Regions from separate parts of the Sus scrofa genome. Here region 1 is linked to region 2. A link is a contact called in public promoter capture Hi-C data. All regions are on one chromosome and are shown on one strand. The core of a region is the stretch at or near the end of the contact, and the rest is flanking DNA. Distances in the headings are between cores, read along the strand shown.

Region 1 (2,934 bases), core at 43-2,542, 1.2 Mb before region 2:
GTCAATCGCTGAGCCAGGAAGGGAACTCCTGTTTTTTTGTTTGTTTGTTTGTTTTTTGGTCTTTTTAGGGCCAAGGGGCATATGGAGGTTCCCAGGTCAGGGGTCGAATTGGAGCTGTAGCCATCGGCCTACACCACAGCCACTGCAACGCCAGATCCGAGCTGCATTTGGGACCTACACCACAGCTCATGGCAACGCTGTATCCTTAACCCACTGAGCAAGGCCAGGGATCGAATTCACAACCTCATGGTTCCTAGTCGGATTTGTTTCCACTGCGCCAAAACGGAAACTTGTTTGTTTTTTTAAAGTATCCTTTTAAAAAACTAAGATCCAGGGATTTCCCCTTGTGGCTCAGCAGAAACAACCGACTAGTATCCATGAGGATGTGGTTTCGACCCCTGGCCCTGCTCAGTGGGTTAAGGATCAGGTCGCAGAAGCAGCTCGGATTCCGCGTTGCTGTGTCCTAGATCGGCAGCAGTAGCTCTGATTCCACCTCCAGCAAGGGAATTTACATGTGCTGCGACCCTAAAAAAAATAATTTCCACTTCAACATAATTTCTTAAACAATTCCAGAGCATTAAAAAGGATAGCAAACTTTTTATGATGTTAAAAAATTGAGTATATTGATTCACAATGTTGTGCCTCGTTTTATGATTTTTGATCCCCAAACCTGAGAAAAGCACACACAAAACACAAAAGTCAAAACACAGTCCTGACTAATAAATATAAATGCAAATATCCTAAAACAATATTAGCAGATTTCAGCGTATTAGAGGACTGAATTATTGTTGAGGATATTCTGTCTAAACTTTTAAGTTTCTCTTTTCGCCTTCCCCATTACGTAGCAGCCTTGTAGTACGACCCCAGTGACGTCTAGAGTGCCTAAATCAACCTATAGAAATTTCATTCCTCTTACAGCGACTGGTTCAAATAGACCAAGGCAATCAGCAAGTGGTATCTCTCCTGGCCCCACAGGTGATCCAACCAGATAGAGGTTCAGTCTAGAGGTTCAGTCCTTTTGCTGAGAAACCGAGAGACCGGCTGTTAAACATTTATTAGCACGCCACCTCGATTTAAGTCATCCCTTTGTCTTTCGAGGATCTGACTACAGGGATGATGGAAAACAACGGGCGATTAAAAGTTGTTTGAGGAGAGAAGCAAAGACAACACCCTTCCCGCGGAGGGGGCAGGCCCGAAGGAGGGGTAGGGGCGGGCCTCGGCGCCGCGGCCCCGCCCCAGACGCGCGGCTTTGCCCCGCCCTTCGCGGCGCCGCCGTCGGCCCAGTGACCTCAGTTCAGCCCTAGGAGGCCATGGTGCTTCTCGACAAAGCAATGGCTAGTAAGTTGCGCGGCGGCCTGAACTCACCTGGAGGGGAGGCTTCGGGTATGGCGCCAGGGGAGGACCTTGCCGGCTTGGCCACTCGTCTCCGCCCCGTATCTCCGCTGCACTCATGGCCTTCCCTGCTCCTGTGTCCGCGGGGCTGGGGACCCGAGCGGCGAGAGTGGTGCGCGGCGGCGTCACGGGGAGGAGGCCTTGGAGCGCAGCGCGGTGCGGTGGCCGGGCTTCCGGGCTTCCAGACGGGACCGCGGGAGCTCCGGGTCTCTGCCCCTGATAGGCCCTCACTTTGCTCCCCACTGTGCTCCTGTGACACGTAAGACTGCGACTCCAGATGAGTTCCGTGCCCAACTACTCCAGAATCACTTGGGCGGGAAGGCGCGGGCGGGTGCTCATTAAAAATGCAAATTACGCACCTTCCCTGTAGTCTTCCCAGTTGCTCGCCGCCTCCCCCTCGCCCCAAGACAGTGTTCTTTCTGAAAAGCTTTCGGTAATTATGGTACTTAAAGTGTGAGAGTCTGACCTGTGAGAGTCCTGGAGACTTTTGCTATGGCTTAGATTGATTTTTGAACTTGGGTTTTGCACAAAGCATCATTCTAGTTATTTGTGGTTTGAGCCTTGTCACGTGTAAATGAAGCACCTGTTTTCTTTGATTTGGGCTTGTGTGGTAAGCGGACTGGTTAATTTGCTCCCGTGTGCACCCCCTCAAACCCACCGATGATTGCCCTTTTCTTCTGAACAAAAAACTGGGCAGGTTGCATCTGGACCTTGAGCTTTCAGGTTAGGTATTACACATCCCTATTCTGGATCAGCCCCAGGGGTGTGAGTTTCTAGCTTCGTACCCGGGTCTTTGCAGGATTCTTTCACATGAGGCAGTGGAGTGCTCTGGGCTCAAAGTCTGAAGACTGGATTATTACAGTCTTGGCTCAGCCCATGTCAAGTCATTTAACCTCTCTGGACCTCAGTTTCCTGTCCTGTAAAATAAACATAAATCGTTCATACCAAGGTTTAGTGAAGCTCCCTGAAGACCGTAAGATTTGTGAAAGTGCTGTATTTCATTTCAACCTCTGGAGTACAGCACAAGTTGGTGGAATGGACGTTCAGGATCTGGGTATAGAAGTCCTTTTACATACCTCCTGAGTGTGACTGTATCTTTCAGAAGAGGCTGATGGACTTGAGAGCTTGGTGGGGTTGATGGTAATGTTGATTTGACTTCCTTGAGGAGTGTTTTCAAGTTACATGACCTCACCTCACCCACCCCAAAACAAACAATGTGCCCCTTCAGTCTTAGATTTTGGCTTGGTTGTGGCTGTGCCATTTAACTTTGTTAACTGGCTTTGTGCTCCTTTCCCTCTGCAGGCCTCTTGTTTCTTCATCTATAAAATACTGTTAGCAGTACCTCACAGATGCTTATATGTGTAAAAGATCTGCACATCCCTTATGCTGTTTCTCTTTTGTTTACTTAAGATATTTTATCCTGGAGTTCCTATCGTGATGCAGTGGAAACGAATCCGACTAGGAACCACGAGGTTGCGGGTTCGATCCCTGGCCTTGCTCAGTGGGTTAAGATCCGGCTTTGCCGTGAGCTGTGGTGTAGGT
Region 2 (3,220 bases), core at 489-2,988:
AAGAACTATTTAAGAAGCAAGAAGAACTCTCCAACAAATTTATACACGTAAAAGAACTTTTGGAAGCTGTTCAGTAGTCTTCCTTACTTATAGATAAGTACATCATAAATTAATTCCTGCAGAGCCGTACGGAGAGTGACCGAATCCCTCCTGACAAAACCTTTTATGGGCCTGCAAACTTTTATTACTAATTTTAAGAGAACAATATAAACATTCACCAATTTTGTGGAGAGTGAGGACAGTAAAGAAACCAAGGGCCGTTTCTTTCTCTCCTCCCTTGTTTCCTAAGGAGTCAAGAAACTTCGTTGCTATACTCCTTGACCAATCACAGAAACTTCATCTTTCCCAGGTATGTGTTGTGTTTCAGGGTTTTCAAAGCGCTCTTCACATTATCAACGGGATATATACTAAAAAAAAATCTTATAACACTATGTAAAAATATAACATTCAGAATTCAAAATATCTGCTATTAAATCCTTGCTCTAAAAACTAGGGCCCAAAATGACTTTCAAACAACAGCAAAAGCCAAAAAACCCTGTTTCCACGTAGTCACTCCAAATCACTTCTGCACAAAATCGCATGATTCCTTAATTACGCCGCAGTAGCGTGCTATGAGGAATCCCGGCAAGTGGACACGCAGAACCTCAAAACCACTGGCCAAGACCCTAGTGGAACGCCCTGCAGAAAGCTTCCGGACTCTTGGCGGACCGTCCCTTCCCCCAACCATCGGCACAAACAGGAACTCAAAACGCACAATACAGAGCACCGCAACCGCCGCCCGCCTCCCGCCGCCGAGAAACTTCCGCCAAGAGCAGGAGCCACCGCCTCCCGAGCTACCGAAAGAGGAGGGCCGGGAGCCGCCCGCGAGTCCCAGCCCCTCCCCGTGGCTGGGCCGGCCCCCGGGGAAGCCCCCATTCGCCCCACCCCGAGCCAGGACCCGCCCCCCAGCTTCCCCGGCCTCCTTCCTGTGGGAAGTGCGGCTCCTTTCACGTCCCCCACCCTCTCGGCTCCGCCTGGCAGCCACTCCGCCGCTAAGCGCAGGCCAGGCTGGACCGGCGAGTGGTGCCGGAGAGGAGCAGTGCGGGCCCTCACACTGGCGATGCACACAGGCCTGCCTCCACCTGCGGGCCTAGCCAGGCAGCAAGCCGCCCGCCCTCCCCCTTGCCGCGGGCGAGGTCCTACCTCGCCACCAATACGTCTTGGACAAGTCGTGCCAGGTCTGATGCTGGGTGTGGTGAGTGCCGCCTGGACCCAGGTGCGCCGCCTCGATGAGACCCCGGCGCCGCTCGGGCTGCAGCACTACCTCCAGCTCGGCGAAGGTCTTGCGGTGCCTCTGCCGTCGCTGGTAGTACAAGGTCCCATCGCGCACCACGTAGCAGGCGGCTGCCTTACGGATTTTACGCTTAACATTGCCCTCGGTGCCCGGCGCGTATGGCTCGCACTCGTTCGTCAGGTAGCGCAGGATGGCCTGGTAGCTTTCCTCGCTTGACATCGCTGACGGCGGCTCCCTGAGGGCGCCTGTCAATGGCAGGAGAGAAAAACAGTGCACTGGCTCCAGGCGGATGCAACAACGGCGGCAGCACTGTAGGGAGTTACGACTGTGTCTGTGGTGAATACTCTTCGACGGCGCCCGCAGCGCGGAGGGAGAACCGACGAGTTGGTAACCAGGGGGAACTGCACTTCTCCAGCGCGCGGGATCCGCTGGCGACTGACAAAATGGCTGCTGCACCACCGGAAGTGACGCAAATCAAGGGCAGTGGGTGAGGGGACTAAGCCCTGATTGGAGCTGGAGTGCAGAGGCTTTCTGGATTGATCTAGCGGACTGAGTGACGTCAGGACTGCGGTCGGACATTTTGGAAGCGGGTAGGCCCTTCTGGGGAGACAGAAGTGGTTTGGGGCAGACATCTTAAGTCCTGGCAATTTCCCTTTTGATTTTTCCCTTCTTTCCCATGCTCTGAGCACGTGTAGGAGCTTGTGGGCAGTTGTTTATACCCTCGGTGATACCTTAGGATGTAAAGGAGCCTTTTTTTCCTACGTGACGACGCTTGGAGACCCTCGACAACGCAAATACGCCAGATTTTGAGGCTCTTAGTAAAGTATTAGTCAAGGGATACAAGACCAAAGAATGCCCTTTTACACGGAAATGTAGCTTCCAGTGTTATAAAATCCAAGTCTCTCCGTTATAGGAGTTACTGTAATTTCTAAGAATCAGCTGGTTCAAAACTACGCATGGTTTTCCTGGAATTATCGGTTGATTCAGTGATGATTTTCTACCAGTGAGGGCACTTAGACTAGCTAACACTATTTCCTTACAGCTTATTTACATATATTTTCACATTAGCTTGGGAGGAAAAATTTTCCATTTTACACCCAACATATATTGAAGGCACAAAAGGCCAAGGTAATTCGACCTACGTTTTCCAATGTGCATTCTAGTTGAGATATTTAGCCTGGAGCGGTCCTGGTCAACCCGTCCCTAGGTCGGATATGCAACGCAGATTAGAGACACAGGCCTATGACATTTAAAGCTACTGGGGTAGAGCGCTGTTAGTGCTTAAACTGGAGCCTGAAAACCCTGGGCCAACCCTCTTACATCCCATCCTGGAGTCTGCAGTCGCTTGGGTGAGGGTCTAACCCTTACGGATACAAGTGAAGACAGACCACAGTTGAAAGCAGTAGGCTCAAAGAATGGAGTGCAGTCTGCACCGTGCTTGGGCAGCGGGGGCGGGGGAAAGAGGGGGGGGTGTCAGAATTTCCTAACGGCCAGAGATACTTAAGGCAGTTTAATATTCTAGCTATTGGTACCTGAACTGCCAGGCCCAGAAAATACAGCTGCCAGGATTAGGGTTTACATAGGCTGCTCATTCCACAAATTACCGTTGGGGTAGGAGGTATTAGAAGCAGACACGCATTCCTCCCCCGCCTCCACGGGGTGGGGCACCCAGAGTGGGTGGTCCAGATCCACCCTTCCAAGGGTATTGTGCTGGGTCAGCACTACCACTGTTTTCCTGTGAAACTAAGTATATTAAAATTGTTGGGTAATCAAGTCATGTATGTGGCAGAGAAGCCAAGTTAAAAGAAATTCCCCTGCACTGTTTGTTAAGATACAACCTGTGAAAGCACTGAGAAGCCCACTAAAATTTGATTCTTCGAGACAACAGAGAAATGTTTCAATAGTGTTTTACACGTGGTCCAGTGTCTTCCTGAGAAAAGCTACTTA

The links. Promoter capture Hi-C pulls out the DNA fragments that hold promoters and counts their contacts.
Region 1: a promoter capture Hi-C map of liver shows a contact between it and region 2, with 3 times the contacts expected there. The contact joins the promoter of NIT2 here to the promoter of ZBTB11 in region 2. A contact is called at or near these places in 1 of 5 promoter capture datasets (liver) and 1 of 2 datasets of contacts at active chromatin or transcription factors (alveolar macrophages).

What each region holds. Positions count from the first base shown.
Region 1 is chr13:158,651,453-158,654,386 of Sscrofa11.1, reverse strand. It overlaps NIT2 (nitrilase family member 2), which reads left to right and starts at 1,292. Exons shown (of 10, transcript NM_001244342.1): 1 at 1,292-1,338. The coding sequence starts at 1,311.
Region 2 is chr13:157,420,542-157,423,761 of Sscrofa11.1, reverse strand. ZBTB11 (zinc finger and BTB domain-containing protein 11) reads right to left here and starts at 1,738. Exons shown (of 11, transcript XM_003132695.5): 1 at 1,183-1,738. The coding sequence starts at 1,492.